Regions from separate parts of the Anas platyrhynchos genome. Here region 2 is linked to region 1. A link is a contact called in public Hi-C data. All regions are on one chromosome and are shown on one strand. Each heading gives the region's core, a stretch centred on a gene start, on an enhancer-like site or on the middle of the called end of the contact. The rest is flanking DNA. Distances are from core to core; before and after follow the strand shown.

Evidence for each region. Hi-C and Micro-C count contacts between places; a contact is called where the count stands out from the background.
Region 2: a Hi-C map of subcutaneous adipose tissue shows a contact between it and region 1, with 2.1 times the contacts expected there. The contact joins the promoter of CLEC16A here to the promoter of RMI2 in region 1. A contact is called at or near these places in 3 of 8 Hi-C or Micro-C datasets (F1 follicle, liver and subcutaneous adipose tissue).

What each region holds. Positions count from the first base shown.
Region 1 is chr15:3,075,276-3,081,029 of IASCAAS_PekinDuck_T2T, reverse strand. RMI2 (RecQ mediated genome instability 2) reads left to right here and starts at 2,447. Exons shown (of 2, transcript XM_027468954.3): 1 at 2,447-2,944; 2 at 3,149-3,550. The coding sequence starts at 2,650. The coding sequence ends at 3,297.
Region 2 is chr15:3,266,785-3,272,538 of IASCAAS_PekinDuck_T2T, reverse strand. CLEC16A (C-type lectin domain containing 16A) reads left to right here and starts at 3,465. Exons shown (of 23, transcript XM_072023930.1): 1 at 3,465-3,657. The coding sequence starts at 3,578. It overlaps DEXI (Dexi homolog), which reads right to left and starts at 3,434. Exons shown (of 2, transcript XM_005031728.6): 1 at 2,265-3,434. The coding sequence starts at 2,662. The coding sequence ends at 2,381.

The DNA.
Region 1 (5,754 bases), core at 1,198-3,697:
TGTGCGCTGAAAGAAGCGTTAAAGTTTGTCTGAAGTTTGTTTAGGGATTTCTCAGTACTACAAAAGAGAAACTGAAGAAACTTTTCTCTAGACAGTCATTGGACTGGGACAGAGCTTTTCTTTAAAATTCTCTTGGGTAGGGTGAAGGACTGTAAAATAGCAGATTTCTTTATTTATTTATTTTGCAAAGAAGAATTTCCTTATTGTGTAATAGCAGCCTTTCACTAAAATTAGAGGCAGAAAGCAGAGAATTGCTTCCATTTAAGTCACAGTGTCAGTGAGAGGGTGACAACGTACGAACTGGACATAACATTTTGAGTTGCTGCTTCTTAGGAAATCTCTTCAGATGACACTCGGGTCAAATTCTTTTCCAAGTTTCCTGAGACTAAACAAACCAGTGCCAGCCTAACAGAGGGAGACCTGGCTCCATTACGGGCTATCTTATCAGTGTTCTGTCTGACCTTTTCTTACCCACGCTGTAACTGCACCTCTCACATGCATGTCAGCGTGAGGAGTAACATCCTTGAAAGGAGTAATGTCCTGCTCTAAAGAAAAGCACATGTTGCAGCTGCAGACAGAAGACTGACTCAATTTTATTCCCCACAAACCAAAACTGGCTCATTCAGCAGCATACTCTCAGCATGTGCACTCAAACTTAATCCAGTGTAATTTACAACCTGCCAGCCACCAGCTCACTGCCTTTCCCATCCCAAAAGTGTGCTGAGCTTCCTCTGCTGTCACGAACCTGGGTGCAACAGCTGTGGGACCACCTCCAAACACCGCTGTCTGCTGAGGCATCAGACATGCTTCCTGCAGCCCAGATTGTGTCTCCGTGCTGAGCCAGCTCTTTGATAAGAACTTTGCAGATAGTTCAGAATAGCTTTGTTTTTTGCTGAAAGGAAAGGATTTTCTGGTTTTGGAAAACAAACCACTACTTGGTGGAGATCACCAGTACTCCATCCCTCTTCTCATAGGTTTCTCCAAGGAAAGTCTTTTAAAAGCGACATTTTAGTCTCTCCTGCAGATTACTTTATTGTAGGGGTCTTGCCTTCATCTGTAGATTTAATGGTTTAATAAGTATTAGACTCTCCTACTATACAGTAACAAATAGGAATACAATACTTTTATCAATATTTGGCACAATTTATTTATTTTTTAATGTGAAACTAAATATTGATGCTGTCAAGAGACTGTAGCTTAGGGACATACATGTAAATTACAAATATTCTTCTCCAGTGAGCCTAGCTCAAATTTTGCATTCATATACAGTAACCATCTAATGTCTTTCTATTCCTGTAACCCATATGATTTGGTTGCCAGATTACATGATTCTGTATTGAAATGGGTGTACTTGGATGTCAGGGTTTTTATTGTTATTACCAATATTATCTTTTATTCTTACTGTAAATGGTAACAAAACATTAACAGCTTCCTTACTCTAAAAAAAAAGGAATAAAGTCCCATTTACAGAATGTCTCTAAACAGAAAATGTCTCCGGAGAAAAGATATTCTGAATAAACAATTCATGGATGAGTAGGCAAAAAAATGTCTTTCAATGTATTTTGCTACTTGCAACTGGATTTTTTAAAATAGAGTAATGGCTCTTTTAATGGAGAACAAAACGTGCTTTGGAAAGTGACTGGAGAGAAGTCAGTTCTCTATGTATTTTTACATATTTTGCATTTTTGTAGGTAACAGAAAGCTTGTGAACCTGAGGAAACAGTCCCCACAATTTTCCTGATTCTTTTACTTTTGTTTGTCCCATTCTCCTGCTTTTCCATTGGCCTATTTCTTGGTATATTTTCCAAATAAAGTGCCAACCTACCCACCTGAAACAGACCACAGCATTTCAGGGATTTCAAAGTGAAGTGAAGCAAATTAGCCTGTCTGGAATATAAACAGACTGAAAAGTAATGCTGAAAAGCTCCCAGCTTAGGGCTGCATGTGCTTTCTGTGCATAGTGCTTGAAATTTCCACAGGTGTGTGTGTGTGTGTATACACACATATATGTATGTATACATATATGTATATGTGTGTATATATGTGTTACCCTGAGAGCCTTCCTGAGCAAACCAGCGTGTTGTTCTCACGAAGCAGAGGACGCTAACTGCACAGTGACCATTAACCTTCTCCTTTCCTGCTCAGTGGTTACGAAACACCCCGGGGACCGGCACCCGGGCCGGCTCCAGGCTGCCCACAACAGCCGGGCTGGGGCCGGGACGAATCCACCCGGTGCGGCTTCATCCCGTGGAGGGTGCCGCCCCCGGGGATGCACTCTGTGCTCCGGTCAAAGCACGGGCTGGGGTCTTACACTCTGTCTTTACACCACAGGGGAGCAGGCGAGGGAGCTAGGGAACTGAGGCGGAGCAAGAACCGGCTCCTACTGACCAGCGGCCACCAGCGGGGCGAGCCGGGCCGGCTGCTGTGGGGAACGCCTTCCCCGCACACAACCCCACAGCCCCGCTCCGCGGCAGGCGGAGCGTGGCCGGGCACCGCCTTTCCCCCCCCTCGGCTTGACCCAGGCCTGCCAGCGCGGCCCCGGCCGCCGAGCGGCGCCAGGCGGCTGAGGCGGGGCTGCGGCGGCGTTTCCCGCCCTCTCCCCTTCGCTTCGTCCCTCAGCGGCTGCGCGGCGGGCTCCGGGCCACGTCCATGTCCATGTCCATGTCCATGTCCATGTCCGGGGAGGCAGCGGGGCCGCCGGTGAAGGTGCTGGCGGCCCAGCTGCGGGGCGCCGTGCGGGGCGCCGACGGGATGTGGGCGCTGGGCCTGGCGGAGGCGGGCCGGGTACCGCTGCGCCTGCGGGCGGCGTGGATGCAGGGCACCGTGCTGGAGGTGGCGCGGGGCGGTGCCGCCGGCGGCTCGGCCCGGCTGAGGGACGCGAGCGGCGCCTTCACCGTGCTGGGGGTGGAGGCCGTGCCCCAGGGGCGGCCGTGCCTCAGCGCAGGTACAGCGGAGCCCGGGGCCGGGCGGCGCTCGGCGGCCCCCTGAGGCCTCGGGGAGGCGGGTGTAGAGCGGGGCCGGAGTCCCGAAATGTACCTCGAGCTCGTTGCGTGGTCATAACGGCTTCGCTGCCCGCCTTAGAAATGAAATGAAGACGTAAAGGTCAAGGGGGCCTCAGACTGGCTGCTTTTGTTGTATTTTCTCTCAGGGAAGTACGTGATGGTGATGGGCGTGGTGCGGTCCTGCAGCCCCGAGCCTGTACTGCGAGCAATAAAGATGACGGATCTTTCTGAAAATCCGGTGCATGAGAATATGTGGAGCCTCGAAGTGGAGGATTTACACAGAGTCATCCCCTAGATATTTCTTGTGCCTAAAGACGTGGAAATATAAGTACATGTATTGGTGCACTGCGCTGGGCCATTCTGGCTATTTGTGATTTCAAACAACACACTTGGAGTATAACAAGACTTGGGGTTTTTTTGGCAGGGGCTTGGATTTTGTTGGGCTCAGATTTAAGTTGAGGGAAATGTGCATATGTGATAGTAATCATGGTGCTTGTTTCTTTCACAGTCTTGTACCAACAGAGTAAACTACATTTATCTGAGAAACACTTGATGCTCTTGGAAGTGTTGTTATGAATGCGACATGTTTCTGCTATTGTTAGCCGTTGTTTCTAGGAGCACGTGCCTAGGCAGGCGTTCCCAGTGATGCGTTTCATGTTACCAGGGTGAGCTTGATACGTGGAATGAAAGCAGAAGCTGTTATAGACCATTTAGATGTGTCTGGAAATAGCATCTTGCTCTGTGTTTTCTCTTTCAGTAATAACCATGCCAGTAAACTTTACTTGTAAGAAAGATGTCTCTTTCTAACTAAGCATAATCTTGTACTTAAATACCTTTCTGGTTTCTGTGTTTCTGAAATAGTGAAAGTGGTACAGTAATAACCCGTGTGTTCCAGTGAAGTGAAATTAACTCAAAAGATGTGATGCAGAATTCCTTGGAATAGGTTCTCCAGGTTCAAAATGTAAATACTTTCACCACCTTGTGAAAACTTGTTCTTAAGCGCATTTGTCTGTTTGAAGGTTTCCTTTCTTGTTCAAGTGTATGCTATTTTTAGGTATTTTTCTAGTTACGTTTATCTATCGTTCCTCCTGAAAAAAATGCTAAATCAAATCAAAAACCCTTAAAAAGCACTCTCTGAAAAATATTACTATTTCCCATCTTGTCTAAAGAGAATTTGAGTCCTAAAGAAAGCATTGCGTTATCCATATGGTGTAGGTTTGTGGTTTGGGACTGTATTGTCCAGCAATTGGGTTTTGTTAATTAACATTTCCTCTGCATATACGAAAGAAAGATAAGGGGATGACTCGAAAGAAAGTGATACGAAAGAAAAGGATGATACGAAAGAAAGAAAGGGGATGACTCTCATCTACAAGACGAGAGTCATCCCCTAGATACTTCTTGTGCCTAAATTACTGGAAATATAAGTACATGTATTGGTGCACCGTGTTCAAGACGAGAACACGGTGGTTGGTAATAAATACATTTTAAAGCTGCAAACACAATTCCACAGTGTATGGAAATTAAATACTATCTACTAAGTAGATTTTGATGTGAGATCAAAAGAGAACAACTTAGTCTCTCTATTCTCTTCTAAGGACAGTTGGTGTGTGTGTTTGTGTGCTCTGATCTGCAGGAGTTACATATGCAAAAGCTTCTGGTCTCCAGTGAGCCAGAAGGCAAGGTCAGTCATTTATATTGTCTGATATGTAGAGCAATGAGCTATTTCTTAAATGGATTGTACACATTTTCTGTAGGAAAACAGTTTGTTTATTGCCTTGCCTTCAAATGAGTGAGTGAAGCAAGATCTTTTGCAGCAAAAGCTGCAAGATTTGCAAAAGCACACGTGTTTGCAAGGAGCATCTAGGAATTCCCTGTGCCAACAGGACCTTGCTGCAACAGTTTCTTCCCCTATCTGAAAAACACTGCAAGATGGTGAGTTATTCTGTGGAGTGTTATTTTTTTTTTCTTAGACTGTGAATTAACTCTTTATCAATCTTAGTGAATGCACCTGCGATTTCTGGATTTCAGTACCCTTTGCAACATCTTGTATATAATCCCAGCTGATAACATTATTAAAGCACCCATCTAAGTGGCTGGACTAGTTGTACTAAAAAGGAACTGTTGCTCCTAGTAAGCAATGGAAGATTCTGCGCATGCTATGCATGCGAAAACAACTTTGAGAGGCCTAATTTGAGAAAGAGTAAAGGACTTCGTGTTTTAAAGGCTTATTAGTGCTTTTATCACTTCTGATCCTTGTCATTTACCTTCAGCCAGCTATGTAATTGCTATGTGCACATCTAGGTGCATTCCAGATTGCAGCTTTGAAACTGGCTGATGATGATACTAAACAATTTACTGCATTCCAAACCCAAGGTAAGTATAGCCAGCTGCTGCTTTTGTCTCTATGAACCATTTAAACTCAGCCAGTTCTAACTGTTCAATGTTATTCCTATGAATAATCAATAAAAATTGGGGAAGCATAAAAATGAGGAAGTCAACTATTTATCAACATTTCATAGTTAAGAAAACTGTTATTTTGTTGTTAGTATATTCTTAAGCAAAGACAGCTGAAGGATTTTGTAATGTTACCTTTCACAAAATCGATCACAAAGTCGATGGGGCCGGATGGGATGCACCCAAGGGTACTGAGAGAACCGGCAGAGGAGCTGGCCAAGCCCCTATCCATCATTTATCAGCAGTCCCGGCTATCGGGGGAGGTCCCAGTTGACTGGCAGCTAGCAAACATGATACC
Region 2 (5,754 bases), core at 2,216-4,715, 190 kb before region 1:
CAGCCTGGAGAAGAGGAGGCTCAGGGGTGACCTTATTGCTCTCTACAGGTACCTTTAAGGAGGCTGTAGTGAGGTGGGGGTTGGTCTGTTCTCCCACGTGCCTGGTGACTGGACAACGGGGCTAAAGTTGTGCCTGGGGAGGTTTAGGTTGGATATTAGGAAAAACTTCTTTACAAAAAGGATTGTTAGGCATTGGAATGGGCTGCCCAGAGAAGTGGTTGAGTCACCATCCCTGGAGGTCTTTAAAAGACGTTTAGATGTTGAACTTAGTGATATGGTTTAGTGGAGGACTGGTTAGTGTTAGGTCAGAGGTTGAACTAGGTGATCTTGGAGGTCTCTTCCAACCTTGACGATTCTGTGAAATAAAGTGCAGCAATAGCATGTTTTTTGTTCTCTAATATTTATCTAATATCTCTAATCTAATATAATTGATCTAACTTAAAAGATTTGTGATTTGATTCTCAATGGAAACAATAATCTAACATGTCAACTTCCAAACCAAAGGTCAAGGCTACAGTTAGTCCTTGTGCAGAGCTCCATCACCTCAAGATGGAGCATGGGCTAAGGCTTACTTCTGAGCTCTGTGAAGGCATTTGCATTTCCACATATAGAGGTGACATTGTTTTAAATTGAGAATATCGAGTATTTTGCAGAGCTTCTTATCCTATTAATATGAAGGCAAATTTTAAGATGCCCATATACATGCATTGAACAGAATTGTGCTCAGATCCTGTGTTGTATTGAACTGTGTAGCAGGAAAAATCCACAGAGTAAGCTTTATGTGTGTTGTTCTCCTTAGGTCTTCCTGAAAACTATATGCAGCTCATCATAACAAATCCTAGTCAGCATATAAGTGATCCCTTAATCCCTTACTAATTGTTAGTATTTTTAATTATTTTTTAATATTTTTCATTAGATTACATTGGAGTTTTAAGATCTGGGGTTTGGGAAAAGGTATTTTTGGGTAGCAAAGGGTTAGGACTTTTTGCACCAAAGGTTTTGCTTAAATTTCCATTATTATGCACTTCTTTCCTGAAAGAGAGGAGATACTGGTTTGAATGGTACTTAGGAAGACTTTTGAATTGCATTGTCTGTGTTCTGAGCCTGGATGTTATATGCCCAACTGAAAAGGGAGAGGAGGAGACAGCTACAAGAAGTAGCCAACAGTGTTGTGCGGGGAGTTGAGTTCTGCTACAGATCTTTGGGACTGCCAAAAATTATTCTAACCCAGTAGTCTGGGATGGACCACCAAATGTGTGTACACACACTTTTATTTGTAATAACTGTTTGTGGGGGAATTTCTTCAGTAGCAGCACAAATCTTTTCTCCCCATGCTCCCACTTGCTTTTGACCAAGCTTTGCTCAGACGTGTTTATGCAATCAATATTAATCCAACACCACCAATTTCCATTTTTTATGTTCTAAACTATTGATCAAAAACTGCTACCATTGCTTTATATGGAATCTTAACAGAAATATTTAGGAAGATAGTTTTAACCTGTATGATGGACAGTATTACAGAAAAGGTTTTGTTTTGTTTTTAAATTGGAAGACTGATAAAAATAGCTTGATGTCAGATGGTATTTGTATAATATGTTCACCAAGGTTATGTCTGCAACCTTAGAACAGAATTTCTTATTTCCCTATTTTCAAACAGAAAGTTAAAAAGGTATCCTAAACTGATTTTCAAACTTACAGCCAATATTTTGCTAAGAAATTATACTGGCAGATTTGCTAACACATTTTTATTTAAACTGTGAATGTTTTCATTAACATACACTTGGCACAGAGTGTCCCAGCTGGAAATACTGATTCGCTTCCCAACTGCATTTCAGTGGTTTAAAACGCCAAAATCCTTACAACGTTCCCAGGCTTCCAACATCGCTCAGAAGTACAGAACAAATTGATCAAGCAAACCCTGGGGCTGCGATAAACGTGAGAACGGTCAGTTGGGTGGTTTCATGTTATCTAAGTGCAGTTATTAAAGGGCGGCTATTTAAAATGTGTTTATGAGCAGTGTGTGACCTCCGGTGTATGGCTAAATACTGCCCTGCGTTATCACTTCCATTCGGCGCTGCTCTAAGACCCGATTAGCGAAGTTGTTGCTCGGCTGCAAACCCCACACGGGCAGGAAGAGCCCCGGGGACGTACAGCCCCGGCCCCCAACCCGCTCCGCGCACCCGGCCGGGCGGCGGGGCTGTTCCCTGTGCCCGGCCCGGCCCCGGGAGCCCGGCAGCCGAGAGGAGCCAGCGGCAGTGACTTACTTGCCCTGCGAGCCCTCCGTTTGCTGCCGGCTCCCCTGCGGCGTCCCGAAGGGCAGGGGCCGCTCGGGTGGAGCGGGGGCATCCCGGGAAGCCCGCTCCGCAGCCGCCCCGGGGCGTCACTCCAGGTAGCCGTCAAAGACATCCAGCTCGCCGTCCGTCTCGTAGAGCACGGAACCCGGCTCGGAGAGCACTCCCAGGTCCAGCAGAGCCTGGTCCACGTCCTCGGGCAGGAAGACGATGCCCACGTTGAGGACGATGTACTCCATCAGGAAGGCATAGTACAGGATCAGCACGTTGACGAAGAACAAGCCCACGTAGAACATATAGGGCAGCGCCAGCAGCGCATGGAAGGCCCAGGACTCCAGCGCATCCAGCCGTGCCGACACGGCGGCGGGCATGCAGCTGCGGGGGGCCGCGCTCCGCAGCCTCGCCGGGGGGGCAGGGGGACGAAGGGGGCGAAACGCCGGGGCCGGAGCCCGATGCGGACCCCGCAGAGAGGCCGAGCCCGGCGAACCCGGCTTGAGCGCGGTGCCGCAGCCCTGCCGCTGGCAGGAGGCGCTCCAGGGGCAGCCCGGCCCGGCTGCCGCAGTCCCGCCGCGCCGCCCGCCCTCCCGCTTGGCGGCTCGGCTCGGCGGGCGCGCTCCCGTGCGCAGGGCCGAGCCCAGGCCCGCCGACACGGCCCGGCCCCAGCGCTACCGCCCCCGGGGACCGAGGGGCGCCCCCGTCCCTCAGCGGCGCGCAGCGAGGCGCTGCCGTTCGTCAGCAGTGCTCTGCCGGTATCAAAGTACGACCAAAGACACCACTACCAACTTTTTTTTTTTTTTTTTTTTTTTTTTACGAGATTTAATTTCTTCAGCTATTTAAGGAATTCAACTGACGCGGATCCCCCCCAGCCAGCTGCCACTAACGTTCCCACTCCCCTTGTCCCGCTTTAAACCAGGCAGCGTAAGCCCAGACGGGCGGTGCAGACCAAAAGCCCTCGGCAGAGGGCACGGCACCGCCAGCCCCATCTCCATTCCCGTGCCCCCCGGCGCCCGGACCGGCTTCTCCCCGCCCGTCACGACCCGCGCGCCCTGAGGGTACGCCGGCGCCGAGCCCCCCACTCGTAATGGCGGAGGGGCAGCCCTCAGCGCGCCGCGCTGTCTGCTGGGAGTTGAAGTCCCCGCAGCGCCGCCGGGCCCGGGGTCCAGGCCTCGCTTCCCGGCGTGCCCCGGCCGCGCGTGCGCCCTGCCGGCCGTGCTGTGCGCCGGGGGCCCCGCGGCACCCGTCCCCCGTGCCCGTCGCGCTATGGAGCCCTAGGGGCCGCCGCCGCCATGTTCGGCCGCTCCCGCAGCTGGGTGGGCGGCGGGCACGGGAAGGCCGCCCGCAGCATCCACTCCTTGGACCACCTCAAGTGAGAGCGGGGGCCCGGGAGGGACGGGGATGCCCCCCGGTTGTGTGGGGGGCTGGCGGGCCGGGCTGCTTTCCTCAGGAGCCGGCAGCGGGGCTGTCTGTCTTCGCCTCCAGCTCCCCTCGGGGCAGGCGCGGTTCCGTACTGGGAGGTCGGGATCGTGGCTGCGACGTGTGTGGCTTCAGTCCTGACAAGCCCACGGCCTTCTGCGGAGTGATAGAAGCAATAAGGAAGAAATCTGTGGTGCTTCCTGAGACAGCCGTCGGCCTGCGGGCGGCCGGGCCCAGGTGCTGCGGGGCCTGGGGAGTGAGCTGCTGGCAGCTGTACAGCTGTTGGGTTGGGGCATGGTAACGCTGGTCTCTGGAGCCCGGAATCCCGGCGTTATTGCTGACTGCAGAACGGGTGGGAGAGTGTTTTCTGGCTCTGCCGCTGGAGAGGTGAAGCAGTTTCCAAGTCTCTGATCAGTTCTGAGGGGCCTGGTGCTGGCAGAATAATGAGGTCTGCTGTAATAGCTTTTTGGTCTGTTGAGCGAGGGAAGACGAGCATTGAGAGGGGAAGCTTTTTCTAAATGAAATTGCAGCGAATGCAGAGCTCTTAGAGAAATGTGTGGCTGGTAGTTTTTGATAATCAGTCAGAGTACAAGAGGTTTTGAATGGGCTCTGGACACTAAAGTGCAGGATACACTTATACAGGATTGGGATCTTGCAATTACTTTATCAAGGTGATGTATGGTTTTTGGTCCTTATCTCTAAACTGGAGATTTGTGCAAACCTAGCAAGACTAAACAGCAGTGCAGGACTTTAGCAGAGACAGGGAAATGAAGTCAATAAATACAAGGTAGTGTAGCTGATGTGGCAGTAGCACTGCTGGAAGTAACGTTGAAGGCACACTAGGTCAGACAGAGAAGTCAGTGACTGGCATTGTGAGGAAAAGCTCACACATAAACATAGGAATGTTCTAATTAATGTACAACGGGTCCTTACTCTGTACTACTCAGCGCTTGTGGAGCTCTCGTGTGATCTAGATCTAGTTTTGGTGTTAACGCTTGCAGATAGAGCAAGGGTGCTGATGCATGATGAAGCGGGAAGAAAGAGTTTACATTTAGGAGTTTGGTGAGAGGGGTGTTAGTCTTTCAGGCAAGAAAAATGTGATCAAATATTCTCTTGTAGGACAAGCAATGTCCTGTTTGATTGGCAGCAAAGGAGTGTTAGGCTTAGAAGTGTTGTGTTTGTACTTGACTTGTTACCTGAGAGCTGAAGTATGTAGTTCTCTACTAAAATACTAGTATGGGGTGGATTTATTATGTATGTTTTCTTTAATTGTGAGATCTGAAATAGTATGTAAAGGAGAGGGCAGCCAGTACCTTCAACCTGTTCAGACTGTGTATGTTAGAAGTGTTAATTTAGGTAGCTTGTATGAATTTCAGCTTCTAGCCAAATGTCAGCAGCAGAGGTAGCTGCCTAGTAGTAAGTGAAATCTGGGGCTTCTCGAGGGTAGCAGGCAGAGTATGTAAAACAACAGAGAAAAGAGAGCAAAGAGCCTTCATGTCAGGGGCATGTCTTGATGAGCTTGCTTGCTTGTGAGCTCTGTTTTTAACGCTGTCAGAAACATGTTGAGTTACTTGTGAGAGAGTTGAGTGGAACATACCGACCTTGATATTAAAAATTAGTTTAGCCTATAGAAAGTGTATCATGCTAGGTTACAAGAGCGGAGTTAACTTGGGCTGCCCCTAGGGGAATGCTTTTTTCTTCTTTAACATGCATAAATTTAGTTTAAATTGTAAAAACAAACAAACAAAAATAAAACATCTGTTTAGTACTACTGAGAGAATTACTGCCTTTTGTCAGCAAATGTTCAATCTGGAACTACCTTTTCTATCGGTTTTAATACAGTTTGAAACTTGCTTCTGCAATTCAGTTCAGTTCAGTTTACTGGTCTGCAAGCATGCCACAGATCAGCTTGGCTAAAGGCAGGTTGGGAAGCTGTTTATGTGGGGGCTTTTGGTATGGTCTTCTTGCCCAGTGGATATAGTTGCAGTTTGATCCAGTTTTCTAATACCTTGCAGAACTGAGCTCTAGAGAGGCTATGAAATATTACTGT